Regions from separate parts of the Mus musculus genome. Here region 1 is linked to region 2. A link is a contact called in public targeted proximity ligation data. All regions are on one chromosome and are shown on one strand. The core of a region is the stretch at or near the end of the contact, and the rest is flanking DNA. Distances in the headings are between cores, read along the strand shown.

Region 1 (6,059 bases), core at 2,376-4,875, 410 kb after region 2:
TTCAGTTTGGCATCTCCGTTGGTGGTGAGGCGGACGTGGTCATATTTCAGGGGCCTGGTTCTTGCTTGCAGAGTCGCCTCTGTGTTATAATTGCTTTCCGCCATGCAGCTGCCACACAGGAGCTCATCTACATGCTGGATTGCTTCGTTTACAGCAAGCCAGCCACACACTGAGTTTAGAAAGAGGCAGGCTCCGCAGGCGAATCTTGCCTCCTGAGGCATGTCATTTCCTTGGACGATTTGCGACCCGATAATGACCATGTCATGATTGTGCAGTGATAGTTCCAAATGCTCCAGCACACTTGATGGATCTTAGCATAAATTGGCCATTTGTCAACATGTAGGTCCTTTAGAATTTCCATATTTGAGCTGTTATGCCATAACACTGATTAATTGTGCAAGGTCCATAGCCTGTGTTACAGGGAGGTTACAGCTCCCTACATGGACTCATTAGATCTGCCTTCAAGCAGAGAAGTCCTAAATTCTCTTCAGTAACAGGCAGTGACCTCTTGGTTTCTCACGGAGATCACAGGTTTCCTCTATCCTTTACCTGCAGCCCTTCTGGAAAGCACAGGTTCCCTTAAGATGTGTTGCACTTACATATCTGGGCAGAAGAAATCCCGCTATATTTAAAGTATGTCTTTTTCACAAGGTGATGAGCCAAATTTTATTATCCAAGTTGTTTTTTATGATTTCTAATTTACTCATTTCTGGTGTCTGTTATTATAAGCTGATTTAATTGAACCAACAAGCATATATTTAGTAGCAACTGTAAGTTATATACTGATCAGGGGACAAAGCAGTAAAAATACTAATAAAATATACTCCATGAAGCTGGTTTTTAATTGCATTTTGAAATTTATTTGGGGAGTATACTACAGTGAGTGTATGTAAGTAAGTCAGAGGAACAACTTACAGGAATGGTTCTCTTCTTCCATTCTGTGGGTCCCAGGGATCAAAATAGGGTTATCAAGAGCTAGAGATATGGCTCGGCACTAAAGGCTAGGCTCACAACCAAAAAATAGTATTATCAGTCTAGACACTTTATCCACTGAGTCTCATGAAGCTATCTTAATTTATACTGACATATTCCCCAAAATATTTTGACCCATCTCTCTAGATAGAGTCCTGAACGTGGCCCCCAAAATCAGGCCCCTGTCCTCAACAAAATAGGAAGAATCCTTATTCTGTTCAATAATAAATGCATTTGAAGTCATCTGGGCCTCAATGTCTTGATTATTAAAGGAGTTAACTAGTGGGCAGTATGAGACAACATGATATGATTTCATGTAAGTTATTTAAGAGCTAGGAGTATACAATTATTTTAGGATTTTAAAAAAATTGTACATGTATGTTCATACGTGTGCCTGTTTTGTCTTGATGTGCATGGTATTTGGGCAGTTCCCATGAATACCAATGGAGAGCATCAGATCCTCTGAACCAGGAGTCACAGGCAGTTCTAGCCATCCACTATAGGTCTAGGAACCCAACCTGGGTAGTCTGGAAGAGTAACATGTGCTCTTAACCACTGAGCCATCTCTATCATAGGGCTGTGCGTTTCTTGAAGGGAACGTTCTGTGAAGTGGAGGTTCCTCACAGGTAGTAATGTTTTACAGAGTCACAAGGAAAAGTTTTCAAGGACTCTGTGATGTGAATCTTGGCATTCATTACACTGAGATCAACTTCTTTTATTAAGCTAAGATCAATCACCATGGTTCCTTTTAATTCTGGGAAACCCTTTCTTCTAAGCTTATCTAGTAACATTCTCTACTTTTGCAAGCAAACTCAAAGAAAAAAACACTTAGAGCTATTTCCCATACCTCTTCTCTCACTTGGATAATCCAGACGAACCTCTGTGTTTTACCATCATCCTTCTAGCTACAAAGTCCCTTCGGTCACGAAGCATAGCATAGTCTCAGATGCAGGAATTAAGATGCAGACCATAGGACAGACATTTGCTCTGCTGACCACAGACACTTGAGGCTTGGGAGTAAAGAAATTCCATCTCCATATTGCAGGAAAGGAAAAGGGGCAAATATATAGAGCTCAAAAGCATGTAGGGTAGAGTGAAGGCTCAGTACTAGAATCCTATGCTGTGTCATCAGTAGAGCTGTCTTTAAAACGCCAGCTGAGAGGCTAATTATTAAAGCAATTGTCTTCCTGAGTTTTTCTCAAAATTCCGTAAGTTCTAGATAATTCCCTGTGGTCAGTTATATGTCTAAAGGAATTCACCAGACACCTAAAAAAGTGTTCTTAGTTTGCAAAATAATTCTCATTTAACACAGTAAAAGAAGTTGGAGGTCAGGTTCATTCACATCATGGGAGGATACTCCAGTCAAATCAGTTGCTTCCTTCCACTCGGCTTGTGTGCCTAATTATGGTCTGGGTGTGCTTTATATCCACCCCCCTTGCATTTTGCTCTATTTGGTTTGATGGTTTGTTGCTGATGTTCTTGTTGTCGTTCAGATGGGTATTTCCTGTCTTTTTAAGTAGAGCTTTACTCGCGCACGCGCACACAGAGACACCTTTTGTTTGGGGTTGGGGCAAGACAGGATTTTATGTAGCTTGAGAATGACTCTGAAATCACTGTGTAGCCAAGGCTGGCCTTGATGTCCTCATCTTCTTGCCTCTACTTTCTGGGTGCCCGGGTGTTCAAATGTCATGTGTGCTACAATGCCCAGCTAGAATTTACTTTTTAGAGCAGTTTTAGGTTCACAGCAAAATGGAGTGAAGTGGCAGAGGGGTCGTCCCTTATGCTTTTACCTGAACATGGTGACATGCCATCCCACAAGTAGTGCATATGTTACCTCAGTGGATGTACCTTCACCCCTGAACTCAAAGCACATGAGGGCTTACTTCTGCTGGTCTACATTTTACAACTCCCTTTGATGTCATTAGGTGGCCAATCCATCCTGGGAATGAGTGACATGAAGCTTCCTTAATAATGGATGACATCCCATGGCTGTATAGTGAACTGAAGATGAGCCAAGAAATAACCCATTAGAACTGCCCATGAGACCAGAGCTCTTCTTCCCCTGTCGCAGAAAATGGCAGCAATCCCCTCCGTCATCCCTTCCATGGAAAAGACCACCGCTATGGCATCCCACAACCACCCTTTGTTTCCTAAGGAACACCAATCAGTGTTTTGTTCTGACATCCGTATCTTTAACATGTAAACCCTTCTTCCTGTCACCAGCTGCCAAGCAAACTTTGTAAGACAAACTTTTCAACACTCTGCATCAGTAGCTGCACTGATCAGGACAGTGAGTGGTCTGAAACTAGGATGGACAGCCCTCCCCAAAAGCAATAATTAGGGGCAATTCTACAGCATCTTGCCTTGCCAGCTAAACAATACCTAGAAAGCCAGGGTTCATGATGCAACTTAAAGGTAGCAGAAAAGGCGCCAGGTGGGGCAAGAAAAGGAGAGAAAAATTAAAGAAGTCAATCTGTGGCTAATTTTAGGTAGGAGAGGTTGATGCTCAGCCTTGGGGACAATAGAAACCATCGGCATTCACCGGTGAGATTTGAGCAGATGAAGCAGGAAGCCAGAAACTCTATAAGCAAGGCCTGAGCCACTCCACCCTGCCTTGAAACAGAAAAGCCAAGCTTCGCCATCTCCCAAGGCTCCTCTCCTCTGGTACATCTGGACTGCAGGGAACTGGGAGGCCTTCTGTACGTGAGACACGGGCTCCTGTCAGAGCCCAGCCCTGCAGGGCCACTTGGCCCCTCACAGCCTGCTGCCAATCTGCAGCTTGTCTGTCATTGTTTCGAGAACAAGCACTTTTCTTTTTTTGCCTGATGATTTTGGCACCCTCGCAAGGCTCTGCCCAAAAAGGCTCTGAACAATGGGACCTGATTGTTTTTGAACTGAGCCCAATGGGAAGCCTGGGCTGTGCACGGAGGACTGATGGAGTTCAGCTGCCGGTACAGTCCATCAGCAACCAAGGGCTACGGCTGCCTGGCCTCCCATTGCAGCTGCTGAAGGAAATACAGGGAAAGAGGAGGGGCCAGGCCAGCGGCAACCCCAAACATGTAAGTCTTAACCCAGGAGGGAAGAAATGCCCCACCAGCTCAGAAGGCTCCAAGATGGCTTCTGGCCTCTGCCCCCTTCCCCATGCCTTTATAATCGGCTGCTCAAAGTGGTGAAAGGCCTAATTGCCCCGAGCAATGTGGTCAATCTTCCTGGAGATTTAGCTGCCCGCTTTCATCTGACAGCCTGGGAGGGAACTCAGCATTTCCCTTCAGGCAATCTATATGGTCGAGCAGTTCACTGCGGAAAGTGGCGCCTTATCGATTTCTGCCATAGCTTCCATGGCTGACTCGAGGATCAGAGCTCTGACAATGACTAACAAGTTTAAACCATTAGTCCCATTTGTAACTACTCAGCAAAAGGCTTGTCAGTCACCGCGTACCATATACTGCAGCTTTTAGCAGATTTCTAACCCCATTCATTCTGCCACAATGACCCCTGTAGTTAATGGGGGTTATCGGAAAACTATTTTTCCCCTTCAAAAGCTGTGCCTTTTTTCTTCTTCCTCCTCTTCTTCTTTTAGCAACATAAAAGCCATTTCAGTTGTGATGTTTCAAAACAGTGATGCAGGCCAGGATTGATTCCTCTCTTAGGAGGAAACCTGCATCCTGGTGCCCTGGACACCATGTGTGCTCCTGAAGACTGCCAATCAGACGGCGGGAAACAGGAAACGGTGCCTCAGCAACAGAGTCCCTGCCCAGAGTCTCACAGTGACATGTCTCAACACCTCTCCTAAACTATTAGAGACCCCTGTCACAGTAAGCACTTTCTCTTTTCCTGTTAGAACCATGCCATACAATAGCATAGGATAAAGCCCTGTCCGTCAAAGTGGTCCCAGCAGGTCAGTATTCCTCAAGTGAGAAAAGCATAGCGTCTAGGCCCACCTTGGACCCACTGAACTAGATGCTGGCCAAATCCTTGGGTAGTTCCTGGAACTATGAGAATCACAGGTTTAAAACATTAATGCTTTCTAATATTATTTATACTAAACATAGAAACATTTAAAATTTCCACTATACAGGCTAACATTTTAAAGAAAAGGATGTTTTTTTCTGAATAATAGTTCCATGGTTATCTGAAAAGCTTTTGAAATGTTTTTCATCCTCAAATCCAGAGTACCTGGCATCTACTACGTATAAAAATGGAGAGCAGTTGAACAGGACATTTGCAAGGACGAATGAGGGGATGAGAATTCAGGAAAAAAGGGTGATATATTGGCCAAGGATGTATGGAGCAGGGACTAATATGAAAACAAGAATAAAGAATACATCCTTCCATTCACTTTTGAATTGCCTTAGCTAACCGCTCACACCACCAATCCGATCCAGCCTGAAGGAGTATTCACAGGCAAAACGGTACATTCTGCGGGGCTTCTCCTAGAACAAGCTCCACGCTGCCCCTTGTAGATACGTCCTCCTCCCCTCCCCATTTCTACTGCTGATTTTCTCTGTGTCCACCACCACCCAGGTTCTCCTGTTTGCCTCCACTGATCTCCAAGCTCCCCATCCTGAAACCCTCTGCTTAGCCCACTGAGACCAAAGGTCACTAAGCAGCTTACACTAAAAGGAGACTGTTTTTAATATGCAAAAGAGTATTCCTCGATGGTCCAGAAACCATGCCACCTAAGGGTCAAATCAGCTCTGTTGTTGCCAAATTAATTTGAGAAAAGGGAGAAGTTATTTTCCTGGAGGATTTAACACACCTGCTTCCTGTCTGATTTTGGCCCTACCACTTCCCAGTAAATATTTTGAATCACAGGCCACCCTGCCTTACAGTCAGCCATAGGGTTGATTAGACATCAGAGAGAAGGTAAGAAAAATCTTCCCTCCATTTGATGTCAAAAACTACAAGGTCTAAATTTAAATGTAGGGCAAATTTGATAGGAAAGCAAGAGACTGCAGCATCTCCAGTCTTTACCTCATGGACTTCGTTTTCTTGCCACAGACAGGGACTAGAGCGATAAATAACGTCACCCAGAGCCAGTGACTGCCTTTGCACACGGTGACTTCTGGAAGCTTTCTCTCTGGACT
Region 2 (5,322 bases), core at 1,685-4,184:
TTTTACTCTGAGGTAGTGTCTGTCTTTGTCCCTGAGATGGGTTTCTTGTAAGCAGCAAAATGTTGGGTCCTATTTGTGTAGCCAGTCTATTAGTCTATGTCTTTTTATTGGGGAATTGAGTCCATTGATGTTAAGAGAAATTAAAAGAAAAGCAATTGTTTCTTCCTGTTATTTTTATTGTTAAAGTTGGGATTCTGTTCTTGTGACTGTCTTCTTTTAGGTTTGTTGAAGGATTACTTTCTTGTTTTTTCTAGGGCATAATTCCCTTCCTTGTGTTGGAGTTTTCCCTTTATTATCCTTTGAAGGGCTGGATTCATGGAAAGATATTGTGTGAATTTGGTTTTGTCATGGAATACTTTGGTTTCACCATTTATGGTAATTGAGAGTTTTGCTGGCTATAGTAGCCTGGGCTGGCATTTGTATTCTCTTAGGGTCTGTATAACCTCTGTCCAGGATCTTCTGACTTTCATAGTCTCTGGTGAGAAGTCTGATGTAATTCTAATAGGTCTTCCTTTATATGTTACTTGACCTTTTCCCCTTACTGCTTTTAATATTCTGTCTTTATCTAGTTCATTTTGTAGTTCTGATTATTATGTGTCAGGAGAAATTTCTTTTCTGGTCCAGTCTATTTGGAGTTCTGTATGCTTCTTGTATATTCATGGGCATCTCTTTCTTTAGGTTAGGGAAGTTTTCTTCTATAATTTTGTTGAAGATATTTGCTGGCCCTTTAAGTTGAAAATCTTCATTCTCATCTATACCTATTATTCTTAGATTTGGTCTTCTTATTGTGTCCTGGATTTCCTGGATGTTTTGAGTTAGGATCTCTCTCTCTCTCTCTTTTTTTTTTTTTTTTTTTGCATTTTGCATTTTCTTTGATTGTTGTGTCCATGTTGTCTATGGAATCTTCTGCACCTGAAACTCTCTCTTCCATCTCTTGTATTCTGTTCCTCATGCTCACATCTATGGTTCCTGATTTCTTTCCTGGAATTTCTATCTCCAGAGTTGTCTCCCTTTGTTTGTTTTTGTTGTTGTTGTTGTTTCTACTTCCATTTTTAGATCTTGGATGGTTTGTTCAATTCCATCACCTGTTTGATTGTGTTTTCCTGTAATTCTTTAAGGGGTTTTTGTGTTTCCTCTTTAAGTACTTCTATCCATTTAGCCGTGTTCTCCTGTATTTATTTAAGTGAGTTATTAATGCCCTCCTTAAAATCCAGCATCTTGAGATGTGATTTTAAATCTGAATTTTGCTTTTTGCATGTGTTGGGGTATCCAGGACTTGCTGTGGTAGGCGTACTGTGTTCTGATGATGCTGAGTGGTCTTGGTTTCTGTTAGTAAGATTCTTATGTTTGCCTTTTGCCATCTGGTAATCTCTGGTGTTAGATATTCTAGCTGTCTCTGGCTGGAGTTTGTTCCTCCTGTGATTCTGTTAGCCTCGGTCAGCACTCCTGGGTGTCCAACTCTCTCCTGAGTCCCAGTGGTCAGAGCACTCTCTGCAGGCAAGCTCTCCATTGCAGGGAAGGTACACAGAGGTCTGGCACTCAGCTCTGCCTCCTGGCTGAGGATGAAGGCCAGAAGGGACCCTGTCCAAGAAGCTCTGTTGCTTCTGTGGCCTATGCACTCTCCTGTGCAAACTTGTCTCTGAGAGACTTGGGATACAAGAAGGCACTCTCACCTGGGTCTTGGGGTCAGAGCCCTCTCTGGAGGTCTACTTTCCTCAGTGATCCTAAGATCCTGGGTGTTCTATGGCGCCTGCTGTGTGGAGAGTCCTCTGGGGACCCTGGGACTGTCCCCTGAGTTCATGCCCAAGGTGGCCAGGGGCTGGCGCTGACCAAAACAAACCCTAGCCGCTGGTCGGGCAGGTTTCCTGTGTCCCTGTTCCTGCTGGCACAGTTCCCTCCTGGTTGTTTTGGAACAGATGTTGTGTTCCACTCACCAGTGATCCCAAGATCCTTGGTGTGCTAGGGTGCCTGCAGTGTGGGAACCATTCCTCTGGGAACCATAGGACTGTCTACCCGAGTTCATGCCCAAGGTGGCCTGGGGCTGGCGACTTGTTTGACTTTTCAGTACACTGAGTCTAGGAACAGGGTTCAGGTAAATACTGTTCTAGCTGATTCTTACCAAGTTCAGATGCAATGAATCATGTCAATAAATTCAAACTCTCTCTAGAAACTCCATTAACGTCAATCCCAGACAAGAAAAAGATATTTCAATTGTGCTTGACCACAAATGCTCTTAGTCTCTTTTCTGTTCTGTAACAGAATGCCTGAGACTTAGTAACATATAAAGAAAAGTGATTGATTTGGAGTCATGGTTGTGTAAATCTAGCTTCTGGAAGGGCTTCATAAAAGCAGAAGGAAAGTGGGTGAATGTGGGCTAGAGACACATGATGTGCCAGATAAAGACCCACTCTCAGGATAGGCAACCTGCCTAGTCCTGTGGCAGCCAGGAAAATATGCTAATCCATTTAAATGTAATCACCCCCTAGATCGTCAATATGTCTTAGCACTACTATCCTGAGGACCAAACCTCACCAAATATGACTTTGGTGGGAACAAGCCATATTTATACAATAGCAGATGTCACCTCAGGGACATCTAATAAGAGAAAGTGCATCACGGACCAAGCACATTATTCGTCTATGAAAAAATTAAAAGTTCAGTAGCTAAGGCAAAATGCTCTTTACTGAATTCATTTTTGTTAGTCCTTCACCTAAGGACCACCTATTTGTATAACAATAGCTGAAATGTTGTGCTAGATATTCCCTCTTTTAGTTTCTATTAGCATTGTAACCGTGCCTGCTTCTGTTCTACATTTTTTTCCTTGTGTGTTTCAATCAAAATGTCACTTTGCCACTGTTCCTAGAGTGCACTTAATATTTTCATTAAAACCAATAAAACCAAGAAATGACAAGGGTGCAGGTGGGAGCAGGCAATTAAACTCCTCCTCTACGTATTGTTAAATAGCAGTTGAGGAAAGAAAGAAGCCCCCATTGAACACCTGTCCCTTCTTCTTTGAATGGCAGCTAGCAGAAATCCACTTAGCTGGCTATTGTCTGCTTATTTTCCTGACAGATAATGTGAAAAAGCAGGCAGTTATGGGGCCAGTAATTCAGAATTAATTTTCCCTTCACAAGAGTGCTGTGGACACTGAGTGCAGTAATGGTGCCTGATCGGGATTCAGAGGGGTAAACAAGACAATTTGAGATGATGGGCAGGAGATAAAAGCCCTTTAAAGGGCCATTCCTTTTGCTAGTTTGACCCTTGGAGGGTTGTTTTTTTGGGGGGAGGGGGGTTGTTGTTGTTGCAGGGCTTTTTTTTTTCTTTTTGTACATTTTATTACTTTTAAATGTGTCTCCGAGAAACTAAATCTGAAGGCTTAATCATTAAAGATCCGCCTGGTGTGTTTCTGTACCTGCGTGTTTACACCCATTGAGATAGAAGACAAAGGGAAGATGACTGCTATGCTACTCTGCATTTCCCCTCCATATTAAAAATGTGTGTGGCTGCAGAAGACAGCTGTGAAGTCACCCATTATGACTGTTTGTGGGGCTTCCTCCTGTGAGCTTCTACCTCAGTTGAGAAAATTACCACATTTCCTTTAATGAACCAAGACCTTTTGCTAACCCGCCATTATTGCTTATTTAATTCTGATTGGAAACATCCACCCCTAACATGCACAGCAAACACTGGTCTCATCAGACTAAATCAAGATTTTCTCTTGCTTTTAGTTCTTCTGTCTCCTTCTCTCTCTTGGCCCTTCCCCCTCCTCTCTCTCTCTCTCTCTCTCTCTCTCTCTCTCTCTCTCTCTCTCACACACACACACACACACACACACCCACACACACAAACACACCCCCACACCCTTCCTCCCTTCCTCTTTCCCACTACCCCCTTCTTCCTGCTTTCTCTAACTTCCTCTTCCCAAACGCTAACTGCCCAAATCTTCTCCACAAACAAGCTGAATAAAGGCTCCCTGGGGATGAGACAAAGAAGAGGATTAGAAACAACTGTTGTCTGGCCAGGCTTCAAGACCCCATTGGCAGACAAATTGCAGACAGAGCTTGTGAATTATCTATCTCCCACACACTGGACGCAAACCACTCAGAATAAATCAGCATCGGAGATTGATTTCCACAGAATTGCTTTATTTCTCAGGTAAAATTTATTGATCTGTTATAGAAAAATAAAATCAAAAGAAGACAAGCTATGCTAAAATAGCAAGCATAAATCCTCCAGCAAACCCTGGCATCTGTGACACTTGGTGTTTGGTGTAGAGTATATCCCTAGGGAAGTCTGTCTTCGTGATGTTTCATTACTGGAGAGAAAACTTAGAAAATGCAAACATTTTGAAGCTCATTCATTAGTTTATAAAAAAGTGCACATTCATGAAGGTGGTGCTCCTAATTCACATACCCCAACTAAGGATATTTTTACCTATTATGTTTTTTCTCTCTCTCCTTAAAATATCAATATGGTAATATCCTATCCATGGAGACATTAAGTAAGAATAAGATTACTGGAAGTTTTGCTGCTCAGAATAACTGAGTTACAGACATTCTTTCCCATGGGTTCACCTCTTACCTTACAAACTTCTCAAGACTAGGTACATAATTGCATGTCTTTGTTTCATATACACATCACTGACTGCTTAGGCAGCCTTTCCTAAATGCCTAGCACATGCCTATTTGATGACCTACTACTCTCAAGTTACCAGGCACACAAATAGTGTTCACAGAATCAAATTCTGCTTTCTGTACACAGCAGAAGAAAGCCAGTGCCATCCGCCCCTGTAAATATCGTCAGTCCCTGTTCTTAGATGTGATCTTTCCAGAGCCGCACTGAGGCACACACACAACAGGGCACACAGATCAGAAACATCCTAGAATGTCTATTCTTACATTAGAAACGTATGTGCTTGGCCAGTTATGCACCCATACCCATAGTAGAGTAGAAAAAGAGCCCATATACAACCTAGAGCACACCATAAGGGAAAGGTGGTTCAATATCCAGGGCCCACATATGGTAGGAGAGAGCTAACTCTCCCAAATTGTTCCCTGACCTCCATACACATATACACATGCTATAGTATGCACATACATACCCATAATATATATATTATGTATATATATATATGTATACACATACATGCATCCATACATACTCCCCATACATACTAAATACAAAACATACATACATACAAACTTGTGCATGTGTAAATTTAGGTGTCTTATTTTACTTACCTATTATAATTACATTGTAGAATATACAGGTTCCAACCAGTAAGGGTCCGTTCCATCCACTAATATGGTAATATAAACAGTA

The links.
Region 1: a targeted proximity ligation map of embryonic basal ganglia shows a contact between it and region 2, with 4 times the contacts expected there. A contact is called at or near these places in 1 of 484 Hi-C or Micro-C datasets (liver) and 1 of 130 datasets of targeted methods (embryonic basal ganglia).

Annotation. Positions count from the first base shown.
Region 1 is chr19:15,611,181-15,617,239 of GRCm38.p6, forward strand. The region is part of intron 2 of Gm31594 (a long non-coding RNA gene); the gene reads left to right. Among named protein-coding and RNA genes, the nearest start is that of Gm31594, 15 kb to the left of the region's middle.
Region 2 is chr19:15,197,492-15,202,813 of GRCm38.p6, forward strand. No RefSeq gene overlaps it. Among named protein-coding and RNA genes, the nearest start is that of Gm46645, 140 kb to the right of the region's middle.